Linked DNA regions of Mus musculus: regions 1, 3, 4, 5 and 6 are each linked to region 2. The links are chromatin contacts, called in public Hi-C, HiChIP or PLAC-seq and promoter capture Hi-C maps. All regions are on one chromosome and are shown on one strand. Each heading gives the region's core, a stretch centred on a gene start, on an enhancer-like site or on the middle of the called end of the contact. The rest is flanking DNA. Distances are from core to core; before and after follow the strand shown. Region 1 holds the start of AU015791 (expressed sequence AU015791). Region 2 holds the start of Glrx5 (glutaredoxin 5). Region 3 holds the start of Tunar (Tcl1 upstream neural differentiation associated RNA). Region 4 holds the start of D430019H16Rik (RIKEN cDNA D430019H16 gene). Region 5 has its middle 17 kb from the start of Gm46376. Region 6 overlaps D430019H16Rik (RIKEN cDNA D430019H16 gene).

Region 1 (4,233 bases), core at 1,081-3,580, 480 kb before region 2:
TACTGAAGCAGATTTGCCCAGGATCCCCTTTGAGTCCTGAGCCACTGTCATCCTGAGCCACGTCCTGGGGATCTGAGGCCTGAGCTGTAGCAGTTGTGGTGGTCAGGACTCCCCAGCAGGAGCGGAAGCAGCCTGAGGGTGGGGCTGGATGGTGCTGAACTTGGATTGTGTGTGACTTGCTGTGCTGGCTTTGGAGAAGGGCACAGACTTTTCTCCTGTAAGCTGTGGGGACGGATCTGGACTGACCTGAAGTCTGAGATGGCTACTAATCTGGTAAACTGCCGAAGAGGCAAGTGGGAGGGCAGGCTAGGGGGTCACCTCCACCTCCTGCACCAAAGGAAGATGATGCCCAGAGTAGATGGGGGGGGGTCACAGCGAGTGGGCACCAGTGTCTTTGCATGGGAGTGTGATGTGCGCTGCTGTCTGCACTACCAGGAGACTCAGCTGAAGAGAACCAAGCCTTAAGGGTGTTGTCATCTTGAGTGACAAATTTGCATAGCTCCAGCCATTCCATTTACAAACACAATGCCCTTACTTTTATTTTTTTTTAATTTGATACAGGGAGTGGGGGGTGCAGCTTAGTGAGCACGTACTTAGGAAGCATGCGATCACAAGTCACTTTCCAGCACTGGCCAGAAACAAAACCCGGATATGTTCAATCAAATTTGTGCTAATGACATCATATTTTGACCCTCCCCATATTTATTAAACACTAAGTACAAACACCAGTGGAAAGAAGAAAGCCTGCCAGAGCCTGGATTGTTTTGAATTTTGCTCTGAAGCAGAGCCCCACATTTTCACCCACAAGAGATACAGCAGTTCAAAGATAGATCTGGCTGCAGAAGAGCTGCCAGGTTCTCTGGACTGCACAGGACTGAATGGGGACCAGAAAGGTAGGTTCAAAGGAGACAGATCCGGTGCGGACACAGAGCCTCCTCTGAGGATCTGAGGACCACGGAATGAGCGTTGAAGACTTAAATGGCGTGCTTCTGGTTCTGGAAGGTTCCAAGTACTAATTAGAAAATGCCTCTCTGAGAGACAGTCGAAGGAGCTCTTCCAATTGCTATTTGATCGGGAGGCCAAGGTCACAGATAATCTCAAAGATGCTGCTTAGGACTAATAATTCCAAAACTTTTCATTACAGGAAGACAGGTCCCTTCTCAGAATATTCCCTGCGAGATTATTCCAGCATGCAGAGCTTCCCAGATTATAGGGAGAAAATACTGCAAACGCAGCAACAATTATGTGACACCCCCGCCCACTCCATCCACCCCCACACCTGAGAGCCACTCCACACAGACTCACTTGTATTCCCGAAGCAGATCACAGGCAGATTATAAATAAAACCTGCCAGGGGCACCGTGTCCGTGTCAAGTTTTATGGGCGACCACGCTTGGGGCTGAGTGAACCGTCCTGCTCAGTGTGATGCATCCTTGGGAATTCCAGTTTGGGGCGTGGCTGTTGCAGAGAAATGTGTGCTCTCAGAACACCACACCAACTTGAAGAAAGAAAGTCCAACAATATGTGGACTTGGGGTATCTTACATTTCACAGTCTATAAGGAGAAGCAGCAGCCACGCTGTGCACTGGACCTGAGGGACACATGGGACCCAGCGCCTATTTGATACTCACCCCACCCTCCTTGGCAAGAGGAAACTGAGGCTCACGTATAACCAAAGGCACAGTGCCTTCGTGGAACCCCAGGATCTGCATTCAAACAGCAAGTTTTCTGTGTAACCTGGAAAGCCCAGGGAACATAGCACACAGCACCTGAACATGTCACATGTCACCTTAGAACCCTGCTCTGAGCTTCTTCCTTATATGATGGTGTGTGACCAAGACCCCGAGCCTGCCCTGAACTCCAGCTTTAGTCTGCTGCCCCACCTTTCCCTTGGTACCAGACACCAGTCTTGTCCACAGTGACTACCCGTCACAGCAGGGCTGGGGAATATTCTGTCTAGTTGGTGTCCACTTGTTACCCAGGATAGGAACCTCCGCTGAGGGTCCTCTGCTTCAGGTCCTGCCTCCAGATTCCTGTCTTGGCTTCCTTCAGTGATGACTACCATTTGGAGCTGTAAGATGAAGAAAAACAAAACAAAACAAAACAAAACAAAACAAAACAAAACAGCCACTCCCCACACCCAACCCCAAGTTGCTTCTGGTCAGGGTTTTATCCAAGTAACAGGGAAGCCAAACCGAACAGGAGCTGCTGTCCCAGAAGGTGTCCGTGAACCCCAAAAGATCACCAGGAAGCCGACTCCGATGCAATCACACTAGGGTCTTTAGTTACAAGTGTGAGCTTGGGTTATATCACCCTCTCTGATGCAGCAGAACAGGAGGGTGCAGCCCTGAGCTCTCAGCGGGACAAGGCTTTATAGGAAATGACCAGCAAGAGGGAGGAGATCAGCCTAGCAAGTGTCTAATTTTATGACTATTGTAAGCCAACAGGTGGGTGCTCTGAAGCAAAACCGTGAACAATCACAAATGGTCTGTAAGTACATCTGAAACAATCAGACTAATCTCTGATTGACTCTTTCGAGGAAATAGCTAGGGAGTAACTCTGGGGTATGGGCCAAGGACAAAGCACAGGGTCTTTCCTGTGCTTGGTTACAGCTTGGGTTTAGCTGCAGGTCAATTTCTAGGGCTTTTTTTTTTTTTTTAAATTGAACTCAGGACCTCTGCTCACTCTGGTCCAAGGATTTATTTATTATATGTAAGTACACTAGCTGTCTTTAGACACACCAGAAGAGGGTGTCAGATCTCATTATGGATGGTTGTGAGCCACGATGTGGTTGCTGGGATTTGAACTCAGGACCTTTGGAAGAGCAATCAGTGCTCTTAATCACTAAGCCATCTCTCCAGCCCTTCAGGCTTTTTTCTTTTTTTTAAAGATAGAGTCCGGTCCCCAGATGGAGTAGGTTTGGCTTCTGTGAGCCATCTCCAGTAGCAGGGGTCAGAGACTGTGCTCACATGGAACTGCAGAAGAGGCACACTAAGAAACCCATCACCCTTGAAACCAGTCACCACATCTACAACGAAGACTGTGGCTGTGCAACTGAGAGAAGCCAAGAGTCCCTGAGCACCTGCGTGCCCACAGTTTCCATTTCCGAGTGCCACAGTTACCTGGTACTGGGATTCAAATATCCCACCCAAGGTCAGGCTCTTCCCACAGACGGGTGGAGGGTACCCTAGCCCTTCAGGGGAGCGCTGTGATTGGACAGTGTAAGACCCACTCCATTTACTTAGGGATGAGAGACACAAGACTCATTCAAGTTTGGAGGTGCAACATTGTATAGCTTTAGTTACAGACATGAGCTCCCAGCGGCAGCCCCTTCTGGCCTGTGTGGTCACTTCCTCCCTTTGTCAATGTATATGTGGACATTTCCAGGCTCCTCATTTCCCACGCCCACACCTTAGCCACACCCACTTCCAGGCTGGGCAATCACCACCCAACTGGTCACTGCTTTGAGTGAGCACTGCCCGACTGCTTTGCCTACCCCTTGCTGAGATCTCAGAAACAAGAAAGCTTCCTTGGTAGCCGGGTGCACCGCATCTGTCACAGCTCCAAGTTGACTTGTTTTGGCAACAGTCTGATAAAGTTTCTAAATATGGTGGAGGAGGGGGTTTCCATGGATCCAGTTGTATCTGGGATTGCAATACAGGAACTGGTTGCCTGAATGTTCAGCATGTGTAGAGAGGGCGTCTCCCCTTCTCTTTCTTGTGAAACTGCCACGACCACCACATATGTCCTGGATGAATCCAGGAAAGAGAGCCCGCATTGCCTTAGCTCTTCGGGAATGGCCTGTGTGGGCGTTTTTTCTGCTCTTTGTTTCCTGACCCGCTGTGGATCAGAGGGTAGGTAATATATCCTGGAGACAGTCTCAGCCCTCCCACACTGCCCAACGGACATGGACTTCGAGTCTGTTTAGAAATTATGTCACATTTGGAATTGCCTCAGAAGCATCTGCTGCGTGAGGACTTCCTGTCTCATCATGAGCTCATCTTCTCAGGCTATAAAATTGCAGGGGGGAAGAGTAAATCACATATCGTAAGACTTTGGAAATGCCTGAAGATGAAAATCGAGGTTTTGTTGTGAAAACTGCTTGAAATTGGAGCCCGGCAGACTGTGCCGTTTGCTGGCTGCGTGGCTGTCTTAAGGTTTCTAGTGCCGTGAAGAGACACCATGACCGTGGCAACTCTTATCAACGAGAGCATTTAATTGGGCCTGGCTCAC
Region 2 (3,998 bases), core at 489-2,988:
GAGGAAAAGTGCTTTGGAAGCCATCAGATTCAATAATAAAGTTGCTGCCACGTGGTGGGTGCCTTCTGTGCCAGAGAGGATGACATTATTATATACAGTAGAGAAGGGGGTGGGGGGTTCCCACAATGCAGTGCAGCCTGACTTTGAACTGGTGGTCCCCCTGCCTCCGCCTGAAGAGAGCTGGGTTATGGAAGTGAGTTACTATACCCGGCTGTAATTCTTATTTTCTCTCGTTTCCTCGTGGACTCTGCCAGGTTCGGTGTCATAATCTTCATTATACTGAGAAGGCAGTATAATGAAGTAGTATTACAGTAGGCTGTGCTGCAGACCCACCACAGATGATTCCAAGCCAAACCTGCTCTCCACGGCCCCAGCCTCATCAAGAAGAATGACCATACGACGAACAACTATAATCAGTAATTGCAAATGTTGCATACTCCATTCTAACACAGACAAGTCTCCTCTCAGCACAGTGACCAACCCAGAGCACTAAATCAGTAAGATGGGGGGGGGGGGGCTACTTGAATACAGGGTTCCCCGGATTCCACTGAAGGAGGAGCAGGGTGCGGGGAGGGGGCAGCTTTCCCATTACCCGGCCCACCTTGACCGATTCTTGCCAAGAATCAGAACCAAATCCCTGGCCTTTCTCTTCCTCGCTCACAGCAAGCACAAGACGGAGAGAAAGGCGCCTGCCTGGTACTGTGTATAAAGGATTCCAACTAGACGTCAGGACGCAGTCGCTTTGCCTTGGGGCCAGTAAAAAGCTGTTCTGCTCTCTGCCCTTTGGGCCCAACCTGGCCGCAGTTTGCTAATCTGGTCGGGGGTCAGAAGTTTTCTTAGTGGCTTCCTCTTTCCGCTGAGCCTCTACCATGTCTTAGTCTCCACACACTGTTCTTTGATGCTACAGTATCTAAAAAACAAACTTCGTGTCTTTCCCAACGTGAGTCCGGCTAGACTATGGTGAAACCTTCTCTCCAGCAAGAAGACAGTCCCTGACCCTCGGGGCCTTAAACATTATTAGTCAGCCTCTGACCTCGTTAGGCACACACAGGCAAGCCTGAAACCTCTTCCCTACATACGTAGTAGCATCAGTCCCTCACCTAGCAAGTACGCTGCTGGCTTCCAAGCCCTCAAATTGTCCCCAAGGGTATTCGCAGTGAGTCCCCCTCTCAGCCAGCCACTCCCCAGTCGACCTGCTCAGAGGGGATCATGATGCCGACTACCCCCTCTCCTATGCAGTCAGAAACATCTCGCCCCGAGGTGGGCCGAGGCGAACCCTCCGCCCATGTGGCTACACAACCAGGGAAGGCCCTTGCTCCTCGGGATCTGCTCAAGTTCACCGCGCCCTCGCAATCGGATCCCACGGGCCTGACCTTGCCTCAGCTCCGGGTCGTCCAGCACGTTGTAGGCCGCATAGTCGCGAACACCGTGCAGCCGCAGAATCTGCACCACGGCGTTGCTGAAGCCGCACTGGGGCTGCTCGGGCGTCCCCTTGAGGAACACCACCACCTTGTCCTTCTTCACCAGCGCGTCCAGCTGCTCCGCCTGGCCGCCCGAGCTCGCCGCCCGCACGCCGGCTCCGGGCAGGCCACCGCCACCAGCGCTTCGCCCCCAGCGCAGCAGAGCCGCCGCCGCCCGGCTCAGGGACGCGCTCATGCCCGCTCGCTGTCCACCGCCTCTGCGGCCACTCCAGGGCTTACAGAGCCCGTGGTGTCCGGCCGGCCCACCAGAGGCTCTCATTGGACAAGCTCTGGGATGAGTCTCGTGATTGGACAATACTGGCTCAATTCCACCAATCACATCGCTTACACCGTAGGGTGGGCCTTCCCTGGGAGCCGCGTCCTACAGGCTTGCTAGTGAGCGAGGACGACCGCTTTGCGTGTTGATTGGACAAATCGGACGTCCGTCGGTGAAGGGCATGAAGAGGCGTGACTAGAGGAAGCCGGCTTTCCTCGTGCGGGCGTTCGAGGCCTGGCCGGATACGCCAAGATGATAGGGCAGGCGCGAGGCGGGGCTTCTGCCGCCCGCGGCACGCCGGGAAGGAGTCACGTCCAGACGCAGCTTCCGGTTCCTTTTGCGGTGATTGCTACGGTAACGCGGCCGGTAGTCCTGCGATGGCGTGCACCAGAGAGGAGGTGGCCTTCCATGCCTCACCGGCTGAGGCCAGCCGCGAACCTGGCGTGTCCTGGTCTGCCCGGGGCTCCAGCCTCCGACCCGCCATGCACATGGACATCCAAGCCGTGTCCTGCGGCCTCCCGTGGGATTCTTCCTCCAGAATGAGGTTTTTTTTTTTTTTAGCATAAAACTATAAGTATTGTGTATGTATGATCTGCGTGCATGCATCTTCAGAAGACGACTTTTATAAAGGGTCCGGGGATGGAACTCTAGCTTGCAGGGTAAGTCCCTTGGCACGCTGAGCCCTCTCCCTGGCCTCTAGAATGATGCTCTTCTCGTAGAAACGTGTAAAGTGCTCTAGCCGTGGGACGGCTGGCTTTGGGGTCTCGGTGACTACTGGGGTCGGGAAGGATTGAAAGAACAAGGGAATTGGTGGGTTGCCGGGCCCTGTGGCCATTGTCTGCAACGTTGCCTTGCCTCTTAAGAGGCTGAGGCAGGAGGATCAGTTGAACTCAGGAGTTCTAAATAAGCCCGAGTCAGCCCGGGCCGTACAGCAGGACCCTTTTTAAGAGGGAAAACGGAGGGTGAGGATGTAGCTCAGTAGGAAGTCGTTTTCCTAGTGTAAGCGACGTCCAGAGTTCCACCCCGTCACATGCACACAGACAGTAATAAAAGAGAGTATTCTCTTAGTGAATTCCGGTGTAGATGATGATGGCCCCAGGGTAGAGTGCTTGCTTGCACATCTGCTGGGGATGGTGCAGAAGAGTGGGCAGGCGCGTCGTTTTTTTACATGGACTTCCCCCTAGAACAGAGCCCCGGGTGTGGTCAGTTCTCCCGCCGGTAGTACGCAGATCCAGATCCTGGCCAGCAGGCCTCCGCAGCCCACTATCTAATCTGCAGTCTTGGCCCTGCGCTGGGTTAGCGGTACCCTAGAGCACACCAGACTTGCAGAGAAAGCAGACAACAGAGGAAGCTGAGGCATGCCTGCTCGAGAGGCAGCAGGCCCATGTGCAATTTTCCTCTGATAGGGCCTGGGTACTGTTGCCACGGTGATAATGGCTGTGCCGTGTCATTGTCGATCCACCAACAGTCAGAGAAGCTTGGCAGTCAAGATATTGTTTAGCAGACGGAGCGGTTTCTGTTGGACACTAAGTACTGCCACAAAACCTCGAGCGACTAAGCGTGTTGCCGGAGGTGGTCTGTTTGCACCCGGGGAGTGAATGTAAAAAATCAGAGTTCACACAGAGTGAGCCATGGGATGTGCTAAGCTGTGGCTCAGAGGGAAACCGGAGCCACTCGCTCTGAAGACAGATGGGAACCAACCGCCTGGCGGGTTCCTTGTCATTGTATTGATTCCTGGTTTTTTTATTTTTTTCTGATGGCAAGCCCCAAACTAAAATCTTGTTATTTTGCAGATCCTCTGATTCCAGGTACCATACAAAGATGTTTACAAGAAATGCAGAGGTAAAACAGCTGCTCCGAAAGCCAACCTTTTGTGTCCTTAACGGCAGAGTGTCAGTTAAATCGCCCCAGCGCCCGGAAGCTTTTATTCATGTTTACACTGCTGTGAGTAGTTATAAATAAATAAACCAATAAATAAATGCTGGCAGTTTGCTTCTGGGAAGCTGTGTGTCTCGTCTACTCTCAGCCGTCCAATTGGCTTTGGTGCTCACTGGGTGAAGGGAAAGACTTTGCAGACTGCTCTGGGGACCTGGAAGCAGAGCAGTGGTGGCAAACAGCATGTTGCTAACTATTAGTGGTAACAAAACTCCTGGCCCAAAAAAAAAAAAAAAAAATAGCAGCTTAAGGGAGTAAGGGTTTACCTTGTCTCCCAGCTGGCAGGTGCAGGGATCATGGCAAGAGCTTGAGGTGGCTGGTTGCAT
Region 3 (3,770 bases), core at 438-2,937, 300 kb before region 2:
TTCCGCATCCTCCAAGGACCCTGGAAAACAGAGCCCAGAAAGAAACCACAAGAAAAATGTAGTAACGACGCCTCCATTCCCTCAATCTGAACTAAGATGAGGCTTCTAATGATGATTGCCATCGCTAAAAGGAGAAGTGAACGATATATACATTCTACTAGTAATTTATTCCGTCTCGGCCGTCATTGGAAGTAGTTTCACACACATGCAGCGGCTCTTGAGACGGAAGCAGCTAGTGAAGGAAATAAAGCAGGCGTGTTTGTGACCAAAGGATCAGTTTGATGAGGTGGTGAGCACCTTGGTTCCCACCTTGTGACCTTGATTAGCACATTTAGTATCTCTGGGCCTCAGTTTCCTCGTCTGATACACGGAGAGGGGGGACCCTACTTCCTTGGAGCAGTTTGGAGATCCACCACCCAGCAATGACTGAACACTCACCAAACATCCAGTTCCCCCTGGTGACTAAGTCCGAATCCAGGTTGCACACATAGATGCTTATCTAGACCAAACAGGTCTCTTGCCTGCCTGCGTGTTAAGCCCGCTGCTGTTTCCCAGAGAGCCCAGGAAAACACCGGGTCTTGAAGGCACCTAGGCTGTTCAGAAGCCAGGTAGGGTTTGGGGACAGATTCCAGGCACTGGGTAGTAATTGGAGAGGGGGCTCGGAGGCAGCCTCGGAATCCTGTGAAGGGGCTTTGTTCCCGAGGCGAAAGGTCTGGCTTACCGAGAAGAGCATCCGGAGGCAGGTGGGGGGCGCGCAGGGCACGCAGCAGAGCCACAGCCCGGCCCGGGTCCGGGGAGCGGGAGCCAGAGGAAGGCGAGGAGAAGGAGGAGAGAGAGGTTGCCGTGGGTTCCTGCCTCATTCTCCCAAACAGCGCAGACCCACTGGCCGCCTCCGGCTGAGGCTGGCCGCCGGACACCGGAACCCAATCATGCTGTTCATGTCCCTGTCAGCGACTGGCGAGGTGTGCGCGAGGCTGGGTTGTCTGCAGGCGACACCCAGGGGCTCCTCATGCCCCACGCCTGGGCTCGGCGGGAAGATCTCGGAGGGTGGCTGCGCCCGGAAAAGGAGAGAAAGAAAGCGTGAGAGAGCACACTGAGCTGCGCCCCGCGGGGCTGGGGGCGGGCAGCACCGCGCGCCCCACCCACCGCGCTCTGCGCCCCGCGCCGCGCACCCGCCGGGCAGCCGAGCCCCAGAAACTTTAGCACATGGCCGGTCCGCCGGCCGCTGTGGCCCGAGCCGCCCCGCTAGTGGCGTAGTCCCCGCCTCAGCTCCAGATCGCAGCTTACCAGCAGCCACCGCAACCGCAGCGGAGGGTCGCCTACCTGGCGGTGCGGAGAGTGGTGCGGACCAGCGTGGGAGGAGAAGGGGGCGGCGACGTCGGGGTCCCCGCAGGGGAGGGGCAACTCCGCGGTGGCAATAGCCACCCTTAAGGCATCCAGGGAGGGGACTGAGAACCAGCTGAAGGGTCTGCAGGCTCCGATAGGGGAGTGTCAGTGCGTTCCCCGCCCCTCGGCGCAGATGCTGACGACGCGCGCGGGCTTCCCTGGCCCGGGTCTGCGGAGCTAGCCCTGTTACCTAGCGACTCGCTCCGGGAAGCCCACGCTGACGCGCTAGGAGCTGGGCTGCGGCAGAGGGGAAGGGCGGGGAGGGAAGGGGAGAGAAGAGGAGGGATAAGGAGGGGAATGAAAGAGGAGAGGAGGGGAGCTCTAGAGGGAGAGGGGGCAGGGGAAGCTGGCGTTGCCGGCAAAAGCTCCTCCCTCTACCTCCACGTCGCTGCTGGGGAGTGGGCCGGGGAAGACGTGGCCTCTGCCTGGTCCCGAGGATTTGGAACCGGCTCCTGGGTGAGGGTGGATGGAGGGAAAAGGGTGATGCAGGTTCCCCTGTGCTGGGGTTACAGCAGCAGGTGGCGGCTATGTGGCTCATGGAGGCCTGCCGCTCACAGGAATGCAGAGATGAGCCAGTGAATGTGGCCTTGGGCGTGTGGGTGTGTGTGAGACGCCCCCACCCACAAGGAGTATTTGGAGACCCAGGAACCTGGGTGAGAGAGGCGCCACCCCTTTCCTGGCCTGCCTCTCTTCTTCCTGGACATTTTGTTCTTGCGCTGTGCTCATCATGGAAGCTCTGGACTATCTCACCGAGCTCCTCCTACCTCTCGGGGAACCAGAGGATGGCTGCTAGGTAGTGACAGCTTTGTTCCTCACCCCTTGATGCCCGACCAGTGACCAGGTGTCTAGTTTCAGGAGGTCAAAGACCTGCCTCCATGTGCCTTCCTCCTTAAGGATTTGCGGCCTCTCAGGCCAGACTGGGCCTCAGGCCCAGGCATGCCCAAATCTTTACAGCTTATAGGACGTTTCAAAGTAACTTAACATCCTAACCAAAATAGTCATCCCCGAAGGTCATAGCTAAGAACTGACCCCTGGGGTACCTAAATCTGAACACGCGTTTTCTGTAAAGTGTACTGTAACTAGGTTTTCTGTAAGGTGTCTCTTGGTTCTCCAGAACCTTTCCAAAATGCACCCCTAAGGCCCACAAAAGAGTCCTCGTCAAAGCAGACAGGGACCACAGCCTCCAAAGACGGTGAGGCAAACTTTCAAATGCAGTGGGTACCTCTAGGTAGAACCCAGACCCTTGGATTCAGCTGGATACAAGGACTCTGCCATGTCTAAAGGACCCTCAAACCTGCCAAGATCCTGCCCCTTCCTTAATGCCCCAGAACAGGAACAGCTGCCACCTCCCTGAGGACCGACCCAGCCTCATCCTTCACTCCCTCCAAGGCTGCTGTTGTCCTGGCTGGGGTGACTATGAGGAGGTGGAGGCAGAAGACCGACCTTCCAGAGAATCACACCTGCCCAGGACCCACATCCCAATTCTTAAGCCAGTATCTCTGCAGCGAGGAGCCCCTCCCTCCAGGAGGACTTTGAGAATGGGGGTGGGGGAGGGGTCGCTGAGGTTTTTGTTGTCAGAGTTGGCCCCAAAACAGGGCTTTTTCTCTGTTCATTTATTCTTCTATATTGTTGAACCCACTACTAGCCCTTCCAAATAGAAACCAGCACCCTCCTCCCTACAGCATTTTATTTTTCAACAGAAAACGGCTGTCATTCCTAGCCCCTGGGGCAACAGTTATGTTCTGACATTTCTCAGCAAGACTGGGAGCAGCACCTCTGAGTTTGCCCCCAGTTTTTATGGGTGACGCAGCTTTTCAACCGGCTTTCTTCAGCGCTAACTTCCCACTTGCAGGAATAATCTGACATGTCACTTGGTCAGGGAGTCCAGTACTTATAATACTCAAAACCTCAGAGAGTCTCTTCTATGCCCAGCCATTTGCAGGCCTCACTATTCCAGAAGACATAGAGATGGGGCAGGGGAGGTGGATGATTGATTAGGATTTCTGAGAGTCAGGGCAGGGGAGGTGGGTAATTGATTAGTTTGTCTGAGTCTCTGTCATAGTTTTTAGTATCATAGGAAAAAAAAACCTAGTTCATTCATGGTGTGTGTGTGTGTGTGTGTGTGTGTGTGTGTGTGTGTTATATGGTGCAGGTATGTGATCATATGCTGTATGCATATGGCATTGCATGTCCACATGTATGCAGAGGCCAGAGGCTGATTGGTCAATGCCTGGTGTCTTTCCTCCAATGCACTTTGCCTTTAAAATTTGAGCCAGGCTCTCTCAAGGAACCTTACATTAATCAGTTTGGCTAGAATGACTGGCCGACAAACTTCAGAAATTGTCCCACCCACACCACCACCCATGCAGGCACGCACCACTATG
Region 4 (3,970 bases), core at 495-2,994, 420 kb before region 2:
TGAAATGTGAATTATAAAAAACAAAAACAAAAACAAACACAGCCACCACCACACAATCCAGACTCCAGCAAGCTCTGCCCACAGGTGCTGAAAAGCCCTGTTTATTTTGTCAGGTTGCCATAGCAACTGTGGATGCTCTAGCCAGCCCCAAGGTTAGTTAGTAATGATCAATTTATCCTGTAACCATGGGAACAGCAGCTTCTGTGGGATGCAGAGAGGGAGGCAGCCTCAGACATCCTGTGAGCTTTCTCTTTCTTCAGTTAGCACTCAGCTAAGCCCACCTACATCGAGAGTGGTAGTGACTGTTTTGCACATGATGGTATTTACACACGGGTTGAATATGATTAGCTGGGTCATGTTACAGGAGCTGTTAGAGCTCACAGCTTGCTTGCTTCAGAGCTAGCCCAAAGCCTGGGGTCCTGACTCCCCAGAGCCAACTTGGGGACTTTGGCTCCTTTGATGTTCCCGTTTGGGAACAACCCTCCATATCCAGTCTGGCTTTTGAAGTTACATCTTAAACAGACTTCCAACACACCGGCAAAAGTCTGGCGAAAGTGTGCCTTCGAACATCACTCCGGAAAACAAGCAGCAGTGTTGGGGGGGGGGGGGCAGGTCCTTGACAAGCACCCAGGAGACAGGATGTCGCCCCTATCACTCTGCTCCCAGCACAACCTCAGAAGGTGAAATATCATGGTTTGGGACTTGTGTCCGGCCAAATGTAGCCTTTACCCATGGTCGACTCTGGGTCTTCCCAGGGGCCACACACAATCCCAGAAAAGGGTGTGTGTCTTTGTTCTGGCTCAAGAGAACACCAAGGATCACAACTCAGGGGATTCTCCTGCAGCGGAGACCAGGCAGAGCGCCAAGAGGTCATTTGTCCGCCTGCCACGAGGAACCTGTTTTGTGTGGGGACGGATGGTGGTTCCCTGCTCAAACCCAGCACAAAGCAAAAATGCTTTTAAACCATGCATCTCTATCACAAAGCCCTGTCACACTGCCTTCCTGAGCGCTAGAGACTAAAGTCCCACCCACAGTGGAGAAGAAAGGGGGTGGGGGGTTCCCAGAGGACACCAACAAGTACCAGCGCCGAGCAAAACCAGAATGGGGAGAGCAGCTTCCCCTCTGCCAGTCCAGGGGCTCCAGAGCAAACAGCGGGTGGGGGTTGGGCAGGGAGGGGCCACTTCAACTGCCCAGGCTCCTCGGAACTGTCTTTCTCAGAAGTAGGGGTGCTCAGTGGAGACAGCCCTACTGCACCCCTCGATGTGCAAGGGGTATGGGCCACTCCATCCAGGACAGTCAAGCTCCCGAGTACGTACACCAGGTGGGGCTCCCCGGCTCGGGACAAAGGACCTGGCCACGGATGCAAGAGATGCACCCGGGAGGACAGCGAGGCTGGGGTCCTGCAAACTTGGAGACCCTAGGACGCGTGGGGGGAAGATTCCAGGTTACCTGAGCGGCCATAAAAGACAGATCCATGGTGTCACGGCTGGTGTGGCTGCTGCTGCTGCTGCTGCTGCTGCTGCTGCTGCCCCTGCTCCAGTCCTCGCTGTTGCTGCTGCTGTCGTCGCCGTCGCCGCTGCGAGTCCAGCCTCCCGCACAATTATCAGAGAGCGGGCGGAACCGCGAGCAGGTGCCCTCGGGCCCCGGCGACCGTGACCTCAGCAGCCCTGGCGTGGTGGCGAGTCTCCAGCCCTCTCAGCGCCCTGGCTGGCTCCAGGCTTCGGCTCCAGACGCCTCCAAGTGGGCGGGAGACCCCGGGCGCGGCGCCCCTCCACGTGACCACTCCCAACCACACCCCCGAGGGCGGGCCAAGCCAGACCCTTGATTTCTAGCAGTCCTCTCTCTACCCTGGCCAAATGGGGAAAGTGAGGTCTGAGGCGAGCCAGCTGGGGCGATGGGTGCCCTTCCCAGGGCACTTGACTCCAGCCCCAAAAGTGCTTTCCGGGAGTTGTTTGAGTAGATGTGTCTGGCTTTCGGTGGCAACCCTGCTCCTACACTTCTGAAGGCTTGGCTCTTGAACTGAGCAGAACAAAGCGGAAAGTCTAGCATTTTTGTATTGTGCGGTTTGGGTGAATTAGTGCTCGTTTGAATCTGAGTATCCTCGTTTGTAGAATGGGAGTAACGGAACCTAGGGATTATGTCTCCACAGGATGAGCTGTAGGAAGGCCCTTAGTGGAGACCATGGAGTGAATCGCATACATAACCTGCAAACAGTGCCTGTGGTTCAGTTACCAGAAAAGTAGCCCAAGTCACGGTTATCGATGCAGTGAAGGGAGCCACAGAGGTACCCAGAGGGGCCTGTTGCTCTCTGGGAGTGTGTGTGTCCATCCCTCCAGTCTCTTTCCCCCCTCCCCCTTCCTTTTCTCCTTCCCACCTCCTGCCCCGTGCTTCCGGTTTGTTTCCTTTCTTGCTTCCTGGGTCTCTAACTCTTCCAGGCTCAACTCTTCCTCGCTCCCTCACTCTGGCATCTATCACTTCTGCACCCTTCCAGGCCAAGCACTGGCCTTCAGTCTCAGTGCCCCCCGGAACCCCACTGGTTCCCACCGGGCTACAGCAGCGGGTCTTAACCGACATAATGTTGCAACCCTTCAATACAGTTCCTCATGCTGTGGTGATCCCTGAACATAAAATTATTTTCGTTGCTACTTCACGACTGTAATTTTGCTATTGTTATGGTTCGTAATGTAAATATCTGATATGCAGGATATCTGATATGCGATTCTTGTGAAAGGGTCATTTGACCCCAAAGGGGTCGTGATGCCAAGGTTGAGAACGACTGCTCTATGGCCTGGCAGTTCCTCAGCCCACCCAGAACCTTCACATCCACTGCACTTTCACCATGAAGCCATTCTTGCAGAGGTTTGTAGGTGTGTGTGTGTTTGTCTATGTGTTTATGTGTGCATATGTGTGAGTGCATATGTATGTATGTGTGCATTGTGTGTATGTGTGTGTGCATGTGTGGTGTACAACTTAAACAACAATGCCTCCTCCATGCAGTCACACAGAAAGAATAAATGGAGCTGGAGAAATGGCCCAGCCATGAAAGGCTCAGGCTCACAATTACACAGACTAAGCAATGGTCTTTAAGCCCTGAGGGCCATCTCTTCAAAGCTTTATTGCTTGCCCCGCTGCCCCAGCCGCCTGGAATCTAAGTGTTCATGGTCCCCGACTGGTCTGTTCCCATCTCTGTACTTCTGTCACTTCAAGAAAACTCTATAAATGGAACCATGACTAATAACCCTCTAGTTAGTGTCAATCAACCCAGCTACCTGGAGGTTCATCCAGGTTGTTATAGAGAACAATTTGCTCCTTTTTTATTGCTGAGTAGTATTTTATATTATTGACGTACCACGGTTAGCTTAACTACATATCTGTCAAAGGATGTCTGTGATGTTTCTGTTCTTTGGTGTTTATGAAAACATCTGCTATATACATTTATGTCTGAGTTATTTTCATGAACACGTCTGTCACCCATTCCTAAGGCTGTGGTCCTGGAGCAATGTCACTTCTACAGTATGTCCAGTAGATTAGGGCCTTGCCTAGTGTGATGGTTTGTATATCCTTGGACCAGGGAGTGGCACCATCTGAAGGTGTGGCCTTGTTGGAATAGGTGTGACCTGGTTGGAATGGGTGTGTCACTGTGGGTGTGGGTATAAGATCCTCACTCTAGTTGCCTGTCAGTCAGTCTTCCACTAGCAGCCTTTGGATGAAGACGTAGAACTCTCAGCTCCTCCTGTGCCATGCCTGCCTGGATACTGCCATGCTCCCACCTTGATGATAATGGACTGAACCTCTGAACCTGTAAGCCAGCCCCAATTAAATGTTGTTTTTTATAAGACTTGCCTTGGTCATGGTGTCTGTTCACAGCAGTAAAACCCTAACTAATACACATAGCTTCTCACCCTTCAGACCTGGCCTTGCCCACTGGAAACCCAGACAGTTCTCCCAACTGTGCTCTGGAGGAAGAGAG
Region 5 (4,052 bases), core at 1,282-3,781, 390 kb before region 2:
TTAGAAGAGCATTGTGGGAAATGTGCCAGTTGCTGCTTGCCCTGCGCCATTGCAGAGAACAGAGTGTGGGTGGGGTGTCACCGATCTGAAAACAGACACCCCAACAGTGGGAGGTTCCTCAGAAACAGCTCAAGATAGTAATGGTTCAAAAAAATGGGGAAACTCACATGCTAGGGTTGAATATGTCCCTCCAAAGGTCACATGATAGAGACAGCCCAAAGTTATTTGGTTTATTGCATTTGGAGGTGGACCATTGGCGTGTTACTTGGATTAAATAATGATGAGGGTGAGGTTCTCAGGTTGGCTTTATAAGAGAGCAGAGCTCACCTATTGTGTTTGTCATGTTTCCCAAAGTGCAGTGTAGTCCTCTTTCTCTCATACATACATACATACATACATACATACATGTATGTGTGTGAATATATATATATATATGTGTGTGTATACACACACACACACACATATATACACACACACACACACACACATATATACATATACACACACACACATACACACACACCCTATCCACGCTCACTCCTGTTAACAGAAAACCAACCAAGGAAGATGTTAACCCTAGACTCACTCATATCATGGGAACTGTGAATGAATCCTGAACGCCAGTTAACTAGGAATCCTTGAGTACTTGTCAGCCTACAACCTACATACAGACAGGCTGGAACTCAGAAGGCAAGATGGACCCCATAAAGGCCCAGTTCTGCCCCTGTGGGTATGACAGATGGTGCAGCGTGCTACATTCAAACCTGATGTGGAGTCCACTGATGACAGACGCGTAAGTGGAGCTAGGAATTCCAGGTCACTTTGTAATATCTAGTTTGCACGAGGGTGAGCCAAGGCAGGAGAAGAGGTAAGGAGACATGCCAAGTGCGTAGACCCAGGCTAGAGCAACACCTTTGCAAACTGGGGGCCCTGCCCTGAGGAGTGGTCGGAGGTGGCCTCTTGGAGTGAGGTTGAGGAGGGGCAGGAAGCAGAGGCTAAACCCAGATCAGTCAGTACCCTGCCAACCCAAGGTCCTCTAAGCCAGCTTTATCTCAGGAGGGCCGGGGCCTGATGTGGCTGCACAAGCCTGTCTTCTGCATGGATCTCAGAGCAAGCATTTCAGTGAGTCACACAGCTCCTTTACCATACTGTTTTCTGTGCCCGAGTTTCTGTTAGTGACCTAGCTGATGTGGCAGCCGAGTGTGTTTGGGGGTGGTCTGGGGAGGGGCATTCAGAGAGAATTTCTTGGCTCCTGGGTGGTTCAAACTTCTAAGCAGTGCTGCGAAGTGGAAGCTCACATTCCACTTCATGTGTTCACATTCTCTTCACTGCACACCGGAGCTCTGTCCCACCTAGTCTGGGTGCTGCCGGGTGGCATCTATGGGCTGCTCATTAGGCCCTCAACTACTGCCTCCGCATGGTGATTAGTCACTGTGATCAAACCATCCTCAGGGCAGAGTCCATGCGTTAAGACACTGGGGGAGTTAGCTGTCAGCAAACAGGTAGAGCTCTACCCTTGCGGAGTCAAGGAGGGAGGGGCAGGCAACACAGCAAGTGGGTTAAGACAGCAGCAGCCTAAACAGATTGACAGGGTGGTGGTTGGGGGGAGGGAAATGGGAAGGGGACACAGAAAGGGCTGTCGGGGACAGTCAGGAAAGCAGTGTCCCCAGATGGTACTCACATGGCACCTGGTCACCAGAGCAGGGGGAACATTGGAAAGGGACTGGGGCAGCAGTGCTGATGGGTTAGAGCGGATGCTCATGACCATAGTGACTTCAGGAAGGGGTGGGAATGCAAGCTTGACAGATGGGGTTTGACTGGCAGGAAAGAAATGCAAGGTTCTGAGCAACGAGATGTTTTCGAATATGCTTACCCTGCTAAGCAGTCCGCTGGTATTACTTTCTTTAACTCTCTCTAGTCATGGAGGTGAATAACCCCGGATGTCCGCATGGACAGCTAAGGACATTGTCAGCTCTAAGAGTCAGTGCATGGGAGTGGGGCTGTCTGCGGGTCAGGCTGACTGCTCTAAAGTATGACCTGGGAATAACACAGGGAGGAGAGCTTTCTGTCGCACGCTGCATTGGGGGGTTGGGAGGCGGATCATTCCTGCTTCCCTGGTATTGCTAGTGACTAAGGGTAACGTGCCCCTGACACAGAAAGCTTTCAGAGACCTTCCAGGTCACCAGGGACGGTGTGGTTAGTTCTAGATGTCAGCTTGGCAGGGCCCCAAGTCTCTGTTACTTGGTCCACTCTGATCTAGGTGTTGGCTGTTCTGGGTGCATCTCATACAGCCTTTTATCTATTTTTAATGAATTACTTAGCCCGTAATATTCAGTCCTATGAATAGAAATCACACCAGGGCAGATGTGTCTTAGAATTATTTGCAAAATAGGAAATGTGAATGAGGCCCAAACACTCGGTAACTGGGAATCCTTGAGTAGGTCCAGACATGAAGCCACAAGGCCAGGCTCCAGCTACTTAGAGCTTAGACAGACCTGGCACAGGTCTAGCTCCACCCTGAGTGTGTAATGGATGATGTAACAGGCTGCACTGAAGCATTACAGAGAGGCCATGATGTCAGGTGTAGAGACAGAGGTCAAGCTGCGACGACGACACAGCAGCTCAGGCTGGGAGTGCTTGTCTGTGCAGGAAGCCCTGGGTTCTGTTTCCTGCACAATGTAACCTGAGCACCGCTGACAACTCCTCCTCTCTCAGCAGGAGGGGCACTGAGCTGGGAGACTCCGGAGTAGGAGGGATGTATGTGTATGTGTATGTGTGTGTGTGTGTGTGTGTGTGTGTGTGTGTATGTGTGTGTGTGTGTGTGTATGTGTGTGTGTGTGTGTGTGTGTGCGCGTGTGCATATGCATGTGTATGTGTATGTCTGTGTGTGTGTGTGTGTGTGTGTGTGTGTGTATGTGTATGTGTATGTGTATGTGTATGTGTATGTGTATGTGTATGTGTATGTGTATGTGTATGTGTATGTATATGTATATGTATATGTATATGTATATGTATATGTATATGTATATGTATATATGGAGTGAGACAGGCATGCATGCACGCACACACATGCTCTTCAGGTGTGAGATCAGCTCGGAAAACAATAAGATTTCAGCTCCTGGCAAAGGCTGCAGTCAGAGGCTCTAAATGGAAGCAATCACCCTCCCCTACAGGGCTCAGTCACTTACAGGCAGCCAAGGGTCAGAGGCACAGAACTGAAGTTCTCACTCAAGGCATCGTGAACTGTTGTAATGTTCAGTCTGCAGCTCATCTTAGAAGCTTAACACTTGTTGGCTGGCCCTCATGACTATGACAGCCAGACCCTTAAAATAAATTTCTCTCTCTCCCCCCTATCATTTCTTCTCTCCTCTCTGCCTCTCAGTGCACACACACAAGACACACACACACACACACACACACACACACACACACACACACACACATATACATACATACATACATGTGTGCAGATTATATATATGTATGTATGTATGTGTGTGTATGTGCCCATATATGTATGTATGTATGTATGTATGTATGTGTGTGTGTGTATGTGTGTGTGTGTGTGTGTGTATGTGTATGTGTATGTGTATATATGGAGTGAGAGAAAAAAAGAGAGAGAATACTCCCAGAGCATACACATCTATAAAATACAGCCCTCTGTAGCTAAACATTCAAAGATTCAACCAGTCCTGAGTAAAAATATATATATATATTTGGAAAACACACTGCATCTGTATAGAACAGGTGCAAACGTTTTCTTGTCACCGTTCCCAAACTACCTGGCACACTGCATTGTGTACTCCGAGTAACTCAGAGATGGGCTGAAGGACATGTGGGGATGTTTGTAGGTTTCATGGGACCATCGTGCAAGGGATTTAACATCTGAAGACGTGAGTAGCTCCCAGGGTCCTGGAACTGATGACCTAGAGGTTCTGAGGGCTGGCTGTACAGAAACATAAACAGAGAGACCTCCACATCTCTGTGGATGTGTAAGCTCTACCAGGTGTGTGTTGCTGGGTGTGCTGCATGGGTGTGAGGGTGGGCATTTG
Region 6 (3,658 bases), core at 156-2,655, 460 kb before region 2:
GGCTACTCCACCAGACAGAGGGCTCCATGAAGAACCAGGGCTCGCTCCGAAGTACCCTGTGGCCAATGCACGCTGAACGCACATCGGCTGGGAGTTAGCCCCATGGAAAAGCAGATCCGAAATGCTTTTGAGGCAGCCATCGGCAGAAAGATGGGGAGGTTGAGACGATGTCTCCCCAATGATGTGGCCTTGACAGTCATGAGGACACTACTGTGCTCAAGCTTGTCCTCGGAAAGGCCTGAGTCACCTGGATTTCCTTCTCCCTCTCTCTCTCTCTATCTTGTCTACGTGTGCATGTGTGCACACATGTACATGTGTAGGTACTTGTACTTGCTTGCATGTGGAGACCAGGGGTTGACATCAAGGATCCTCCTTAATCATTTATCCACTCACCATTTAAAAAAGCAAAACAAAACTCAAAGCAAACAAAAGAAGAACCATCGTCTCTCACGGAACCAGAGCTCATCTTTTTTGGTTCTAGTAGCTGGCCAGCGAACCCCCTGAACCTGCCTATCTTCCCCCCTCCTCCCAGAGCTGGTTTTACTTTAATGTGGGCTCTGAGGATCTGAACTCAGGGTTCTCATGCTCTACCCACTGAGCAACTTTTCGGCCCTTGGGTTTTATTTCCCATCAGTAAACCACAGACGGCACCCACAGTGAGCCAGGCCCAACCATGCAGACTTGTGTTCCAGGTGTAGCCTCCATCTGTCCTGAGTGATGGCAGGGTTTTGTCACGCTGGTAGTGATGTGCATTGCCCTCTGCCCTGTGGGTTTTGTGGTTCCCTCCCTCCCTCCCCCATACCAGGTCTTGCTCAAGCTCTGATCTCAGGAGGTTGCACAAGGGGTAACCAGAGCTCATAATTTCATCCCCCGGTTTCTTCAAGGAGCCCCACCGAGCCTGTGTTCTGTACCTCGGGGCTCTCAGCTGAAGCTTAGCACCCTCTCTCTCCTCCAGACCCTGCACAGAGTGGCCCTGGAGGAAAGAGGCTAGGAGGGCTTGGCACAGGTGCCCATGTGCCAGTTGGTCTCTGACTGCTCCTCCTTGGTCCCGACTTGGGAAATATATGATCTTGTAAGTAGGACTGGCTGCAGCAGGAGAGATAGGCAAGACTGGCTGCAGCAGGAGAGATAGGCCATTTTACTACCCATTGATGACAAAGGGTGGCCATACCCCTGCAGGAGAGGGCCACAATGCCCAGATCACATATTCAGCTGCGTGTGTGGCTCTAGCTCCCACACAGATCCTAGTCAGTGGACAAGCATCCTAGCCAGGACCAGAAGCTGGCATACTGCCTCTCTGGCTGTGTGGCACTGACCTGCCCCATTTCCTGATCCTTGGGATCCTAGAAACGCATACAAGGAGGGACAGTGGCCTCTCTGGGCAAGGCAGAAAAGGAACTCATAAGTTCCTCTAATTGGATTTCATGGACCACAGGGAACATTTCAGCAAGGGCAGCACTTCTCCAAGGGTCAGATACCCAAAAGGTAAGGGCCTTCCTGTCAAATTAAAGGGGCTCTGGGACCCGCCTTACCTAGGGAGAAGGCAATGGGGTACTAGCTGGGGTCCCCAAGAAGATGCTATCCTCTGCTCTGGAGAGCTTTGGGGCTCACAGAAAGACTGTACCCCAGCTTGGGTCAGCTTGCTACACAATCTGACTGCAGTGCTGGTCACTGAAACCTTCCTAATGTGCAGTTCCTTGGGGCTTGCAAGCCTTGCTGGGGGCCCCTTATACATGTGACCAAGAAACCCTACTTCGGGAACCCTTCTTGGAGACCTACATGGAGATTGAAGGTCGATTTTAAGTGGTGGGGGAAGGTTCATTATCCCTGGGGTGTAGACAAAGCCGAAGCTGTCCCATTCTGATGGTCTGAGCCATCCCAAGCTGGGATACCTTGGGAAACACCTTATGATGACTCAAGTCCTGTTCAAATGTACCTCAGTGGAGAGAGAGGATCCTCGCTTCTACACTGTGTGGCCTGACGGAAGTTACTCCACTTCTTTGGGCCTCTGGTTCCTTTCTGGGCACGACGGACCTTGCTGCTATGAGGTGATGGAAGGATGAAGGCTGTGCATAAAAATCTAGCACCATGCCTGCTCACAACACTCAAGCACTGAGCTCAGGCCTGCTCGTCCCTTAGCTGATGACCAAGACAGAGCCAAGCAGAGGCAGGAAGGACAGTGGGCTGCACCTTGGCTACTCTGGCTGGGACCTGTCATTTGTTCCTCACTGTTATCTGTGGTGAGGAAGTTCAGATAGGAAACTGGAGCAAATAGGAGGGCAGAATGTGACCAGTTGATGCCAGGTTGGCAAGGGGATTCCCATGTCCGTGACAATGTAACACTGTCTACAATGTAACACTCTGTCTGATCTAGGAGAGCAGGAAAGATGTCATCTGACTCTCTCTCTCTCTCTCTCTCTCTCTCTCTCTCTCTCTCTCTCTCTGTGTGTGCCTGTGTGCCTGTGTGTGTGTGTGTGTGTGTGTGTGTGTGTGTGTGTGTAAAAGCACTGACATGCTTACAAGGCTAGAAGCTGTCCTTAGCTTTCCTGTCCTGTCTCTCAGTACAGCAGACACAGATCCTTCCCCAACCTGCCATCTCCATGGAGATAAGGTAGGGGACAGACCACCAGCTGCAGCTCCCAAGAGGCACTCAGATAGCACTGGGTCACAGCACACTCCCGTTCCCAATGCTGGCTTGGGTTCTCTCATGAGAGTGCCCCACCCTCGGCACAGGGAAAGGCTCAGGGGTGTGACGAGGAGGCAGGAAGCCAGAGCAAACATCCCACAACTTCCATGCCCAACACACAACAGCTGAGTGTCAGCCCAGCGTCCTGCCCTGCTGAGGATTCTAGGAGGCTCAGAAGACACTCTATGCCCCTACTTCTTGGCAACAAAGGTTGGGCCAGTTCTCTGTACTAACAGCTTCCCCCAAAGCATTTGCAAGTATGGCTGGATACACTGAGGGGTGTGGGGAATCAAACCTGTGACGGAGGGCACAGCAGCTAAACCAATTTACAGCACAGAGACCAGATGACCTGTAAATGCCCAGACTGAACATCTCCTGATTCCCTCTGCGCCTCAGCTGCTGGGGTGGTGTGGGGACGGGCTCACTAGAGAACTTGGCTAGGATGGAGGTCAGACTCAGCGCTGACTCCTTCATTATCTTACCACACCATCATCAGGCCCCTGCCCCTGACATCTGTCCAGTGATGAGGGGGACATGATTAAATCATCCTCGGAGGAGAGAATGCTAACTGCCTGGACGATCTAAAATGTGAAGACGTCTTCTGCTTTTCTTACAAAGATCAGAAAGTTCATTCCAGTGTCTGGGTTTTCTAATGCATTTGGAGTCTGCAAGGGACCAAGTGTCTGGTGACAAAGTATCATTTACAAGTCAATTTCTCAACACTCTGCGACCTTACAACATCGCAGTCAGTGTCCCGAGGGGTGGGACATAAAATTAAAAGGTAGGAATTCTAACTTGTGAAAGTTCTTCTTGTCCCAGTACCCACATACTGGGTTCAAAAAGTCTGCAGAAAAAAAATATGACATACAGTGATAATTGACTGCTAAGAAAATGTCACCAAACCAGATCTGCATTTTTCCCACCCAATAGGATGTTCAAAACCATCATTCTGGGACTGACCGAAACTTCAAG

What was found. A called contact is a pair of places that touch in the nucleus more often than the background predicts. HiChIP or PLAC-seq counts read pairs in DNA pulled down with a chosen protein or histone mark. Capture Hi-C pulls out chosen DNA fragments and counts their contacts.
Region 1: a contact with region 2 is called in an H3K4me3 HiChIP or PLAC-seq map of stem cell-derived neural progenitor cells, with 42 read pairs. The contact joins the promoter of AU015791 here to the promoter of Glrx5 in region 2. A contact is called at or near these places in 3 of 39 promoter capture datasets (the C10 cell line, embryonic stem cells and hippocampal neurons), 8 of 115 datasets of contacts at active chromatin or transcription factors (astrocytes, bone marrow-derived macrophages, embryonic stem cells and 1 more) and 1 of 9 other capture datasets (embryonic stem cells).
Region 3: an H3K4me3 HiChIP or PLAC-seq map of embryonic stem cells shows a contact between it and region 2, with 15 read pairs. The contact joins the promoter of Tunar here to the promoter of Glrx5 in region 2. A contact is called at or near these places in 1 of 39 promoter capture datasets (hippocampal neurons), 5 of 484 Hi-C or Micro-C datasets (all in embryonic stem cells), 8 of 115 datasets of contacts at active chromatin or transcription factors (embryonic forebrain, embryonic hindbrain, embryonic stem cells and 3 more) and 2 of 9 other capture datasets (embryonic stem cells and pancreatic islet).
Region 4: a promoter capture Hi-C map of pancreatic islet shows a contact between it and region 2. The contact joins the promoter of D430019H16Rik here to the promoter of Glrx5 in region 2. A contact is called at or near these places in 7 of 39 promoter capture datasets (the C10 cell line, cranial neural crest, embryonic stem cells and 4 more), 1 of 484 Hi-C or Micro-C datasets (embryonic stem cells), 18 of 115 datasets of contacts at active chromatin or transcription factors (SST interneurons, craniofacial prominence, embryonic basal ganglia and 11 more) and 2 of 9 other capture datasets (embryonic stem cells and pancreatic islet).
Region 5: a contact with region 2 is called in an H3K4me3 HiChIP or PLAC-seq map of forebrain, with 7 times the contacts expected there. The contact joins the enhancer-like site here to the promoter of Glrx5 in region 2. A contact is called at or near these places in 15 of 39 promoter capture datasets (the C10 cell line, HPC-7-derived erythroid cells, cranial neural crest and 9 more), 4 of 15 datasets of contacts at CTCF or cohesin (embryonic stem cells, hippocampal excitatory neurons, pro-B cells and 1 more), 46 of 484 Hi-C or Micro-C datasets (B cells, the C10 cell line, DN2 thymocytes and 25 more), 29 of 115 datasets of contacts at active chromatin or transcription factors (VIP interneurons, astrocytes, bone marrow-derived macrophages and 17 more) and 1 of 9 other capture datasets (embryonic stem cells).
Region 6: a Hi-C map of erythroblasts shows a contact between it and region 2, with 3 times the contacts expected there. The contact joins the enhancer-like site here to the promoter of Glrx5 in region 2. A contact is called at or near these places in 9 of 39 promoter capture datasets (the 3T3-L1 cell line, the C10 cell line, embryonic stem cells and 4 more), 1 of 15 datasets of contacts at CTCF or cohesin (large pre-B cells), 13 of 484 Hi-C or Micro-C datasets (B cells, the Ba/F3 cell line, the G1E-ER4 cell line and 7 more), 19 of 115 datasets of contacts at active chromatin or transcription factors (acute myeloid leukemia, astrocytes, bone marrow-derived macrophages and 11 more) and 1 of 9 other capture datasets (embryonic stem cells).

Annotation. Positions count from the first base shown.
Region 1 is chr12:105,511,530-105,515,762 of GRCm38.p6, reverse strand. AU015791 (expressed sequence AU015791) reads right to left here and starts at 2,330. Exons shown (of 5, transcript NR_102381.1): 1 at 2,196-2,330; 2 at 1,992-2,071; 3 at 1,632-1,737; 4 at 1,306-1,458; 5 at 514-1,012. It overlaps Gm40565 (a long non-coding RNA gene), which reads left to right. Exons shown (of 3, transcript XR_872958.2): 3 at 1,145-1,351.
Region 2 is chr12:105,030,358-105,034,355 of GRCm38.p6, reverse strand. It overlaps Glrx5 (glutaredoxin 5), which reads right to left and starts at 1,738. Exons shown (of 2, transcript NM_028419.3): 1 at 1,374-1,738. The coding sequence starts at 1,656. Snhg10 (small nucleolar RNA host gene 10) reads left to right here and starts at 2,077. Exons shown (of 2, transcript NR_003145.3): 1 at 2,077-2,396; 2 at 3,531-3,739. Gm46374 (a long non-coding RNA gene) reads left to right here. Exons shown (of 3, transcript XR_003950254.1): 2 at 255-497; 3 at 664-1,378. Mir3069 (microRNA 3069) reads left to right here and starts at 3,215; the gene lies at 3,215-3,279. It also overlaps Scarna13.
Region 3 is chr12:105,334,511-105,338,280 of GRCm38.p6, reverse strand. Tunar (Tcl1 upstream neural differentiation associated RNA) reads right to left here and starts at 1,687. Exons shown (of 3, transcript NR_045047.1): 1 at 1,324-1,687; 2 at 722-1,051.
Region 4 is chr12:105,451,630-105,455,599 of GRCm38.p6, reverse strand. It overlaps D430019H16Rik (RIKEN cDNA D430019H16 gene), which reads right to left and starts at 1,744. Exons shown (of 2, transcript NM_001252508.1): 1 at 1,450-1,744. The coding sequence starts at 1,476.
Region 5 is chr12:105,419,195-105,423,246 of GRCm38.p6, reverse strand. No RefSeq gene overlaps it. Among named protein-coding and RNA genes, the nearest start is that of Gm46376, 17 kb to the right of the region's middle. Within about 2 kb of position 2,531, at least 6 of the 459 cell types and tissues checked have an H3K27ac peak or open chromatin away from gene starts, as enhancers often do. A contact at or near this core is called in stem cell-derived epiblast-like cells, where this site is marked.
Region 6 is chr12:105,488,103-105,491,760 of GRCm38.p6, reverse strand. It overlaps D430019H16Rik (RIKEN cDNA D430019H16 gene), which reads right to left. Exons shown (of 2, transcript NM_001252508.1): 2 at 1-3,658. Among named protein-coding and RNA genes, the nearest start is that of AU015791, 24 kb to the left of the region's middle. Within about 2 kb of position 1,405, at least 27 of the 459 cell types and tissues checked have an H3K27ac peak or open chromatin away from gene starts, as enhancers often do. A contact at or near this core is called in acute myeloid leukemia and erythroblasts, where this site is marked.